Regions from separate parts of the Pan troglodytes genome. Here regions 1 and 3 are each linked to region 2. A link is a contact called in public Hi-C data. All regions are on one chromosome and are shown on one strand. Each heading gives the region's core, a stretch centred on a gene start, on an enhancer-like site or on the middle of the called end of the contact. The rest is flanking DNA. Distances are from core to core; before and after follow the strand shown.

The links. A called contact is a pair of places that touch in the nucleus more often than the background predicts.
Region 1: a contact with region 2 is called in a Hi-C map of stem cell-derived neural progenitor cells, with 8 times the contacts expected there. The contact joins two enhancer-like sites. A contact is called at or near these places in 5 of 7 Hi-C or Micro-C datasets (blood, induced pluripotent stem cells, a lymphoblastoid cell line and 1 more), 1 of 1 datasets of contacts at active chromatin or transcription factors (stem cell-derived excitatory neurons) and 1 of 1 other capture datasets (stem cell-derived neural stem cells).
Region 3: a contact with region 2 is called in a Hi-C map of stem cell-derived neural progenitor cells, with 9 times the contacts expected there. The contact joins two enhancer-like sites. A contact is called at or near these places in 1 of 7 Hi-C or Micro-C datasets (stem cell-derived neural progenitor cells) and 1 of 1 datasets of contacts at active chromatin or transcription factors (stem cell-derived excitatory neurons).

What each region holds. Positions count from the first base shown.
Region 1 is chr4:27,466,842-27,470,271 of NHGRI_mPanTro3-v2.0_pri, reverse strand. All of the region lies in intron 2 of LOC112209211, which reads right to left. Among named protein-coding and RNA genes, the nearest start is that of MIR9-2, 14 kb to the left of the region's middle. Within about 2 kb of position 1,436, at least 9 of the 24 cell types and tissues checked have an H3K27ac peak or open chromatin away from gene starts, as enhancers often do. A contact at or near this core is called in stem cell-derived neural progenitor cells, where this site is marked.
Region 2 is chr4:28,369,813-28,373,183 of NHGRI_mPanTro3-v2.0_pri, reverse strand. No RefSeq gene overlaps it. Among named protein-coding and RNA genes, the nearest start is that of CCNH, 370 kb to the left of the region's middle. Within about 2 kb of position 2,098, at least 6 of the 24 cell types and tissues checked have an H3K27ac peak or open chromatin away from gene starts, as enhancers often do. A contact at or near this core is called in stem cell-derived neural progenitor cells, where this site is marked.
Region 3 is chr4:27,486,446-27,490,004 of NHGRI_mPanTro3-v2.0_pri, reverse strand. No RefSeq gene overlaps it. Among named protein-coding and RNA genes, the nearest start is that of MIR9-2, 5.7 kb to the right of the region's middle. Within about 2 kb of position 1,819, at least 17 of the 24 cell types and tissues checked have an H3K27ac peak or open chromatin away from gene starts, as enhancers often do. A contact at or near this core is called in stem cell-derived neural progenitor cells, where this site is marked.

The sequences.
Region 1 (3,430 bases), core at 187-2,686, 900 kb after region 2:
CGAAAAGTATATTACATTTAAAGATGATGTTGGCTACCTCACGGTAAAAATTAAGGCTTGCCTTAACGACTCGGCAGTTGTCCAACCATGTCCTCTGAAATGGTGAGATGGCGGCCCAGGGCCAGCAACAAGAGGTGTTCCGAAATATTTTGGACTTTAAGTGAAAAATTTTTTTCTTCCTGTCTCAAATTTTATTGTTACGTTTTTCTTCTTCACGAATTTATTCCTTTTACCTAAATTTTACAGGTAATATGTGAATCTTTTTAAAATTTTTACTGCAAAATGTCACATTTTGACTGAAGATATGATTTTAGACGTTAATTTAAACACATAGCCAGTTCCATTTTGCAAACTAACTCTGAATAACACCTGATTCTGAATTTAGCCAATTCAACTCACTCTCCCTCTCCCTATCCTCAAATCAGAGCAGTGATTTCCCTGTACAAAACAATCAGAATCATACTAAAATCTCCAGTCACCTATAGGATGTACCCATTGTAAATGTCCCTTTAGGTATTCATAAGCCAAACGCCCTTCTTTTGAAACACATACAAAAAGAACGCCTCTGATTAATAATCTCTTTCGCGGCACACTGAGGCCGAAGGCAGGGAGCCGCAGGACGCCAGAGAAGGGCGCAGAATTCTCAATACCTAGCATTTCAATGCAGATTCCAAAGATTCGCTAACTGCTAGGTTTTCCAAGAGGAAATAATATTTGGCAAGCAACGCTTTTGGGAAAGACAACCACATTCCAAATACTGGCTCCTTCCTGGGCCTGGGGAGGGGACTGCGATCGCGGTTACCCGGCACTTCTGTGTTCATGTGTGTACAAGGTGGTATGTAGCCCACGCATGTAGCCAGGCCTAGGTTTCTTTCTTTTCTTTTTCTTTTTCTTTTTTCTTTTCTTTTCTTCTTTCTTTTTTTTTTTTTTTTTTTTTTTTTTTTTTTTTTTTTTTGAGGCAAGAATGTTGAAACCAATCCACTCTTTCTGTAGCTAGCTCCCACGAAGCTGGGATTTTCAACCTCTTGTTTATTCGTAAAGCCCATATGGAACCCCGGTTGAATCTCCCCTCTTCGGATTTTACCAGGAGGCCCTCAGTGCCCCACCGCCGCCCATGGCACGTGAAGAGAAAGGAGGGAGAGTTGGGAGCCACGAGAGAAGCCGGCTTGGAGCCGCTTCCGTCGGGGCCCATGTTTCGCCCCAACAGACCCGTCTCTCCTTTCTCTCCCCGAAGGTACTTCCTTAGGCCGGCAGTGTCGCTACGGTGGTGGCCAGGTGAGCACGGGCACAGTCCCGGGGCGGGGGCGGGTAGAGCGGCCCTCTCTCGGGAGCTCCGGTGGGTCTGCGAACCTGCCGGGAGCGGAAGGCTGAGTGGCGCTGGGGGCCCGCGCGGGGCTCCTGGCTCCCGCCGGCAGGGGAACAGCGACACCTACTGGCCGCATGGGTACCGCGCCCGGGCCGTCAGGGCTGCCCTGGGACGGGGTGCCGGGCTCCGTGGACTTGGGAGGCCGCGGGAAACTTCACCGAAGGCTCTGCGGACTGCTCTAGGACTCGTCCGCCCTGGAGAAGACAAAGCCACGCTTTCTGGAGACCCCTGGGAGGACTGTAGGATGGAACTGAACACACAGGCACACACGCATGTCCATTTTTTCTGGGGAACCGGATAAACCCTCAGATGCAGTTGCCCACCGTCCCTTGGTTTTATGAGAGACCCAAGCAGAGGTCGGAGCCTTGACCTCCTCAGGTTCATGACCCAGGCCTCTTCACCGCCTTTCCCAGTTCAGCACTGACTAAAGAAGATATCTTTACAAATTAGGAAAAGAAAAGAGTTCATTATCCTCCCTGAAGCGGGGAAATGAGTGAGTCAAGGACACAGACTCACAGGCAGCGGTTGGCGCCGGGCACACGATCTGGCCGAGCCCTCCTGCTAGCCAGCTTCGGGCACCTTTAGTGCGCCCTGAGACTGCCTCCAGGGAGTGAAATTTGGTAGCTCTTCTTTAAGAATTACAATCTTCTTAATTACTCCTGAAATAAAGGCAAATTTGGGCTACTGGTGGTATTTTTGAGAACTACAGGTATATATGCATATATAAATATATATATTTAAAGCATATATACCAAAGCAAATATATACATAAAGTATATGCATATGTGTGTGTACATATATACTCACACACATACACATGTGTGCATACATTTACATATATATCTTCTGCGACATGGCTTCGGTTGTTGGCTTATGTTGGGGAAGGTAAGAGGTTGTGAAGGCATGGCAGGTCTGATGAAAGCTCAGCAAGGTTGGGGATGGCAAAAAAGCAATTCATGTACTCCAGATTCACTTTCTCTTATCTAGTCTTTTCTGTAATAGCATATAGCCATTTCATATGGGAAGGAGATGTGATGTTGGTCCCAGCAGCGGGTAGAGGAGGGGGGAACCTCAGCTTCCATTACGCCCCAAGATGCCTTCTTTTTCCCCTTATCAGGTTCTGAGGCTCACTTGGGCCTAAGAAACCTGGCTGAGTGTGATTCTGATACTAACCTGCTCAAAAGTAAAACATATTCCCTTTCCTTGAAACACTGGGGTATCGGAGCTAATTTCATTCCTTAAGATTTCTATGTAAAATATTGCTTATTAACAAACCTCAGAATTAAAGGCAGTTTTTTTCCATTCAAATTTCAAGAGTTCATTTTGGAAATTATTTTTCTTAGCTTTACATACCGGTTAGAACTAGGGTCTAAAAGATTTTGCCTGGAAGGTGGGAGCTCTTATTAGGACTAAATTTTTGTCTTCGTTCTCTACAGTCACCAAAGTTTGCTAATTCTGTTTTATTTAAATACAATTGGAAGCTTTTAGTGTCTCTAAAGCCAGGAGTTTTAGGTCAGGTCCCCCTCTCTCTCCCTCTTAAAAAGAAATCACTAAAAGGCCCAGGAAACCTGTATTTCAACTCTGTTCTGCAAGTATTTTTTTTCTTTTTAAATTTTCTTACAAGTGGATTTGACTGTGTCCTGATAATACAGGAATTCACATCGAAGAAGAGACTCTTAGCAGTTTGTATGATATACAAATAAACCTATATTATTAATAATAAAATTGGGCTTTATCCTACTGGCATTTTTTCTTGGCAAATCCTGTTTCCCACTGCATTTCAAAGTCAGCTTTCTCCTTATAAAAATGGAAACATTCATAGCACAGGAAAATATTTATTAAAAAATTACACCGGGCACACAACAAGCACCCATCAACAAAACCCAGTTCAGAGGTGTCTTTGGGTATTGAAAGCACCTTGATAAATGCAGGGGTTGATTTTTTTTTTTCCTTTCCTTTTGGCTTTTTAGGATGTAGCTTTATTTGTGACTCCAAAATCTTAGCTAGAAAGGACTCTCATTGTTTGATATTCTTTGGTTTTACTAACTAAAAAATGTTGATTTG
Region 2 (3,371 bases), core at 849-3,348:
AGAAAAGCACTATCATGCTACTCAACAAAGAAGTTTCCAGCTTTCTAAAGTTTTTCTGAATATTGTTTTAAGGAACACTGCTATATGTGGTTCTCAATAATATTGACATTAAAATTGGTAGAAACACTGCTGGATTTCAATTAAAATTGGACCAATATTACTTAGAATTTTATAAATAGCTTCTTTTTACATTTGAAAATAAAATCAAATTACATATATAATAATTATTAGAAAATGTAATAAAAGTACAATTTTAAAATCACCAGATAATGTCTTCAGATAAGAAAATTATAGTTAAAATATCAGTTTTTAAAAATCACCAACCAGTTGATCTACTAGAATATATATAGATATCATCTGTAAACATTTATTGTTTAAGATTTCATATTGTCATTCCAAGAAAAAATTGGAAAAAAAAATGAGCATTTTGTGTAACATGAATTTTTCCCTATGGTTGTTTGAAAGGCGAAAACCCCGACTTGACCTCTCTTTAAGAAAATGTATACTAAAATTAGTACAAAGTAGAAAAATCAAAGAACATTCTTCCTGATTCAGCATTTTTTTAAAAAGCATCCTTACTTTAAAATATTTGCTCATAGTCTAAATTAAATGATGAAATATAAATGTTCAAAAAGAACACAGCAAAGGCAAATAACATCATACTTATCAGAGAAATGTTAAATTCAGATTTTATGAATTTTTGTTTGTTCATAATTGAATCCTTGAAAGTGAATTTTTAATATAAACAAAAAAACAAAATTATTTTCCACTTGTATATTACTTATAATGTTTGAAAGGTTAAATGTGCACACCTCTTCAACAAGTACTAAATTAATTTACTAAATCCCTTCAAGTAAGGATGTTTGATTTAAAATATTTATCGGTCTTTGAACACCACATGTGTAGAGAAAGTCGCAACTTGTATTTCTTATTGATTCCCAAACGCAATAAAATACATGGGGTCTTCAAAATTCCTATTTAGTTTCCCACCAACAGCCCCTTTTATTGGTGATTTAGAAACTTTAATCCTGGTTCATGACTAATACTATGCAGATGTTTGTTATACAAATATAGCAATTAGCTTCTTTGTATCATTAAAAGGTATCTCAATGAAAACACTGTAAATTTAATTTTTCACATTATCCAAAAAGGAAACTATATTTTCAGAGTATAAGAGTTTCCATCTGTAGATATAATAAATGTAATATTAAAATGTGTGACTCAATGGTATCAAAAGGGAGAATGCCTAGGCCTATGAAATAACTCTCAAATAGGAAAAGAATGAAACGTCATTTTGGTTAAGTAGACTTTACACTAGTTGAAGATTGATTCATTAAGCAAAGTTCGAGCACACTTTCTATTCATATAAATAGTGTGTATAATGCCATTTTGCAAAGATGACAGTGGAAACTTGTATTTCTGAGAGTGGCTAAAATAGCTTGTAAACAGTATCTTTGCAATTTGACATTCCAAGTGCTGCTTGCAGGGCAGCACATCTGAGGGTTGGTAGGGGAAGAGTATCTGAGGATAGCACTATTTTGGGTGTTTCCAAGAAGCAGAAAGTTGGTTCTTTGATTTTATTACCTATTATTGTCTCAAATTAGAATGCCAAAGGGGGCATCTTATTAAAATAAAAGCCTGATGAATACAAGCAAAAAAAAAAAAAAAAAAAAGAAAGAAAGCTTCAAGCCGTTGAGAAATTTGAAATCAAAACAGAAATTTTAAAGAAAAGTATGATGTGAAAATAAAGGAAAGTAGAGAAGAAGAAAGGAAAGAGATGTAGCAGATAATTAGACAAAAGTGAAAGGAAGGGCCCTAGTTCTGAAACCACTTCCGCTTAAACCAAAATGGCACCAAAAATTTTAAGCCAGGGTATTTAAACTGCTGGAATATTTCATCCTGAAAAATTATATTTTTCAAGCAAAATAACTACTTTGTGTCCAAATTCTCTGAATAATTATGGCAATTTCTCTCTTCTATTTGCACTTCCATTTGCATTATAGGCACTACTTAAATACAAACAGGAGTGGCTCACTGAGATCACAGAAGAGAGACTTCTCACAAAGCCGCTAGATGGCGTGAGAGCACTGCATTGGACCTGCTCTGCCACACGGCCGCGTGTAACATTGAGGCGTTTATTCTCTTCACGCTGAGAGCTCAGTGTTTAGTCAAGTAAGATGCGTTTTCTTTCAGAGAGATCTTTCTGTGTTGCATGACACTTTTTAGGACACAAAGGGGGTATTCCGCCCTCCCCATACACACACTAAGAAAATGTCGAATTAAATTTGGAATAGTAAAAATCATTTCAGTATTTACTGGGGCTTCCTGAGAACTTTACCTTTCAGCTCTTTAGGGGATAGTCTGCTATTTGTTATGCAGCCTTCCTTAATAGGTAGTTAGAGGGAAAAAGTCCCTTCAGCATTATGCCTGTGCTCAAACAACTGCAGACAAAGTTTGCATATTCTCAGTCATCCCCTCTCTTTTTCCTAATTTTTTTTTTTCATCAAAAATTCTCTTTGTTTTTCTTCATCTGATATTGTGGGGTCCCTCATTAAGGACTGTAATATGAAAAGCTGGATTTAAAACTGCTGTCAAAAAGGAGGTTGTCCTCTTTTAATATTCTTTACCAGCAAAGCAAAAGGAAATGTCTTTGTTCTTGCTTTATAAATGCAATGTTTTTTGCTTTATTTAATGTTTCTGCCAGATCACTAGGCACCTTCTAATCTACCCTCCCAACTTTGAGATATACTTTTATATTTGGTCTTTGCAGATTCCCAATACATGCATGAGGCGTCTCTCTGTGCCTCCACAACAGGACTAATTACCATATTCCTCCAGATATTATCACTATCTCCCTTCACAAAGTGTCCAATGTAAAAGCTGTTTTGATCTTTCGGATAAGTGCCTTAATTTAAAATAATAGCAAAAAGGTAAAATTAGGCCTCTATGCTCAGCAGTGCATGAATGACAAATCTGTTGTCGTTTGGGGTATATTTTTAAAGATTCCTTTTAAAACCTCTTATAGCAAATTTACATATGATCAAAAATGATATTACACATTGGCGAACTGAAGTGCATAATTTACTTCATATGCTACTGATATAGTTATGTTTATACGTATAATGGGTTTTACAGTTTTGGTATAATATCATACCAGTTCAAAAACTGAAAGATTTTTAAAAGCATTTTTTTTTCAGTTTTTATCCACCTCTGAAAAGTTATTTTTTTCCTGTATAGTGTCTCAGAGCAAGATGTATCATTTTTAATGTACACTTTTAGCCCTAATATCCATGAATTTATGAAAACCGGAGATTTTATGAGGGCATTCAACTAAAATATTTGGCAAAATAAGAATTCAATAATGTAGTTAT
Region 3 (3,559 bases), core at 570-3,069, 880 kb after region 2:
ATTGTTAGGTAAGTGTTTTAATAACGCAGCATTTTCGAAGCATTTTCTGAAGATTATTTCTCATTGGCCCTGTCATAAAGTGGTAGCAAACTGCTTTAAAACAGTAATCAGACCGAAAGTAGTTGAGGAAGCCTATGACAGGAAGTTGTTAATAATATCCTTCGAAATTTACCTGTGAAATACAGAGCTTGACTACTTTTGTAAAAGTGGAATTGAAAGTAAACGGCCTCTGTAATGCAAATCGACCAGCAGCAAGAAAGCCACTACCTTTGGAGTCCCACGACTTCACCTGAGCTTGCAATAGACCTTGTGCGCCCTTTGGTTCATGGAATCAAAACTGTTTTGACATGTTGGCCAGTGCCCTTCGGTGTCACTGAAGCTCAGCCCGCGGACGGCGGTGTGTCAGTGTGCACCGGGAGGCCTGGGCCTCAGTCCCTGGGCTCGTGCCTACGCAACAGCAGGACCGCCCGCAGCCTCCCAGGACCAGTGACCGTCACCCGCAGTAAGGATCGGGGCGGCTCCGCCAGTCTCGGCCCTCTTTCCAAGGCCTCTTTCCAAGGCGCTCTTTCCTAGCCTCACCCGAGGGCCGCAGAGCCGGACCTGTGCCGGGCGAGTTGGATTTAGCCCAGTTAGAGTTAAGATGGTATCATTAGCTGCGCACAGCGTGACTTCCCGCTAATCCTCTCTGCAACTTACAACAAGTTTAAATGTCCATGCATGATGTTATTAACTGGCTTTAGTAAGTGCTTAAGACCCAGATCTCTTTTTAAAGTAATCTCTGAACAAGTTCTACTGTATCCACCCAACAAGGAGATTAATATTTCCAGCAAATCTGATGATGGGGTAAGATGTGCCCTGAGCTCCTATGGGCAATGGGGGTAGAAGTGGGAGTTGCCCCAGGGAAGGGCCCAGAGCGGCAAGCGCTCACCAACGCCGGCCACCGAGCAAAACTTCCCCGCCCCCGCTCCACCCCCCCAGCTTCCCCGCAGGGAGACCCTTTCCGTTAGCAGCTTTTCACTAAGTTAATAACGGTGTGTGTGTGGTGGTGGCGGGGAGGGGGGATTTGGGGGTTACACAATATCTATATCAATGATATTGATCACGTCCAGGGAAGAAGCCTGGGCAAAACTAGAGACACCGAGTGTCAGCAAAAGAAAGCTTCTTAACCACAAGTTGCGTGCCGCCTGAGGAAGGTGCCCTGTGGCAGGGGGTGGCCGCTGGGAGATGCCTGCCTCTAACCGACGTCCAGGCGTGACTAAACCTCGACGCCACCCCCATTCACAAGCTCAACTCAGGGATTCCCAAGCAACCGCAGACCGGAGGTGGCGCAGAGGCAATGACCAAGGTCGCTGATTAGGGGCCGAGAGGCTGGCAAATAATAATTAAAAAAAAAAAAAACCGGAATAGCCTTCGCGGACGCAGCTCAGCGTGCCAGGCAAAGGACAGTCTGACGACCCGCCCCTGCCGAGCCCCGCAGCTCCGCGCCGGTGTCCAGCAGCCTCCAAGGCGCCGAGCGCGGGCACGGGAACTTGAGCTAGCGCAAACTTGGGCGGCCTCCCAGCCTGCTACCCGGGCCGCAGCGCGCCCCCGGCCTCCCAGTCGCGCGCCAACCCGGGAGCGCGCGCGCCGGCGCACCAGCTCCATCAGCTAGAGGAGCCTGTCTCCCGGGAAACACCAATCAGACGCCCGCTTTCAGGCGAGGGCCGCGAGCCGCAGCAGCTGCAGGAGGACTCGGGCAGTTGGCGGTCAGCGGGAGGCGTCGTCCTGCCCCGCGGCGGGCCAGCCGCCTTCGCTGCTGCCACTGCCTAGCCTAACCGCTTCTGCAGCCAGTCACAGAGTCGGCTGTCTCCTCTTTGCACCGCCCACGCCAAGTACCTTGCAAGGCGGCGGCTAAGCCTGGCTATTTTTAGATCTCCAGAATGCGCTATGCCCGCGCTCAACGAAAACCAAGTCAAACCATCAAGCACAGTGATGTGCTGCTTTTTGAACAAATATGGCTCAAAACTCCCTATTTCCCTGAATAAAGTCGATTATCTGCACTTTTTAAAAGCCCTACCCCCTGTGGTCTGGCAGTTGGCTGAAAAGCGGAAAGCCACACGCTCCCACCTCAAACATGGTCATCACCTTTCTAAGGAAGTGCACTAACTCTCGCAGCCCTGATTGAGGGCAGATAAATATTCCTTAATATCAATCACAACTATATACTTTCCATTTCCATTCACCATCTTAGAATTAATTCCACAAATAAGTCGAACAGTTCCCAGAAGGGGTGAAATGGGTTCTCTGAGCAAATAGGAATAGAGGGTTCTGCTGATTTCTGTACTAGGTTGTTTAAGTTGTGTTAAGAAACCGATGAGCAAAGAAACAGGGTTAACAAAGCCATCCATTAAAATCCAGAGACACTGAAGAACTGCCTTACATGTCCCAATTGCTGTAGGACCTGTTTAACTATCTCGAAGTAGTCATGTTAAAACAATCGACCCAGCATTATAGATATCTTTTTTACTCAATAACTGATTCTAATAAGTTCTTAGTCTTAAAGAACACCTTGTCCTGTGTTGCCCATCTCACCACTGCCACCCCCAGCTCCCACTAAATGCAACATATTATGGTGTGTTTTACTTAACTGTAGCACATTAGGGAGGAAAGGGTATCAATTTTCTGAAACCACAGTGACATTTCCAGATGTATAGATTCATGGGAAAAAAATAGATACATAGACAGTTACATACTGTCATTCATTTTCTAGCCACATTGGAAAATAAAGCCTTTGGCTTCATCTCTCCATTTTTAAAAAGTCAAAATTCCTAAAATGCTAAAATATCTTAAAATATTTATATGTATTCATCTATATGGCTTCCTTATAATTTAAATGGTTTCTTAATTTTCATCAGGCTACACAAAAATCAAATTAGAATTTTATATTTTTCCAAATAAGAAAATTATTTTAATTTTAAAAATAAACACAAAGAACTCTTGTGGTGGAAAATTTACTGTTCAAGGTGACCTAAAGAACAGTCACTTTGGAAAATATTCCATTTTGAATGTAAATAATGCATATCTCATTATTATGCATAATGGCAACTTCATTAAGGGATTGATACTAGTGAAAATACCCATTCACATTCAGCAAGGACACTGAAGAAGTCTTCCTGAATCTTTTTTTTAACCTTTATCCAATTTTCATTTTTGTTGTTGTTTTGTATTTTTTGTATGACTGTGTTTATCCTATATCCTTTATTATTTGATTAGTGAGTGACTGTTCAATGTTAATTTTCTGGTATAACAAAGTAGGGTAAAGAAAATAAATGGGTTCTATCTTTATATTTACTTTTACAGGTATCATTTTATCACCCTATTTCTAAGTATTTCATGAAAAGATTCTAGATGTCAAAACCTGCAGTTAACGTTCCTGTTTAGAAATACGCAAAATAATACCTTTGACGTTGGCAACTCAGATGTATTATTCAGCAAAACAGCAATTACTCATTGTTTTGCACTTACATGTTAAGAACTATGAGACACTTGGTGACACAATAACAAAATTGCAAAGTCAATT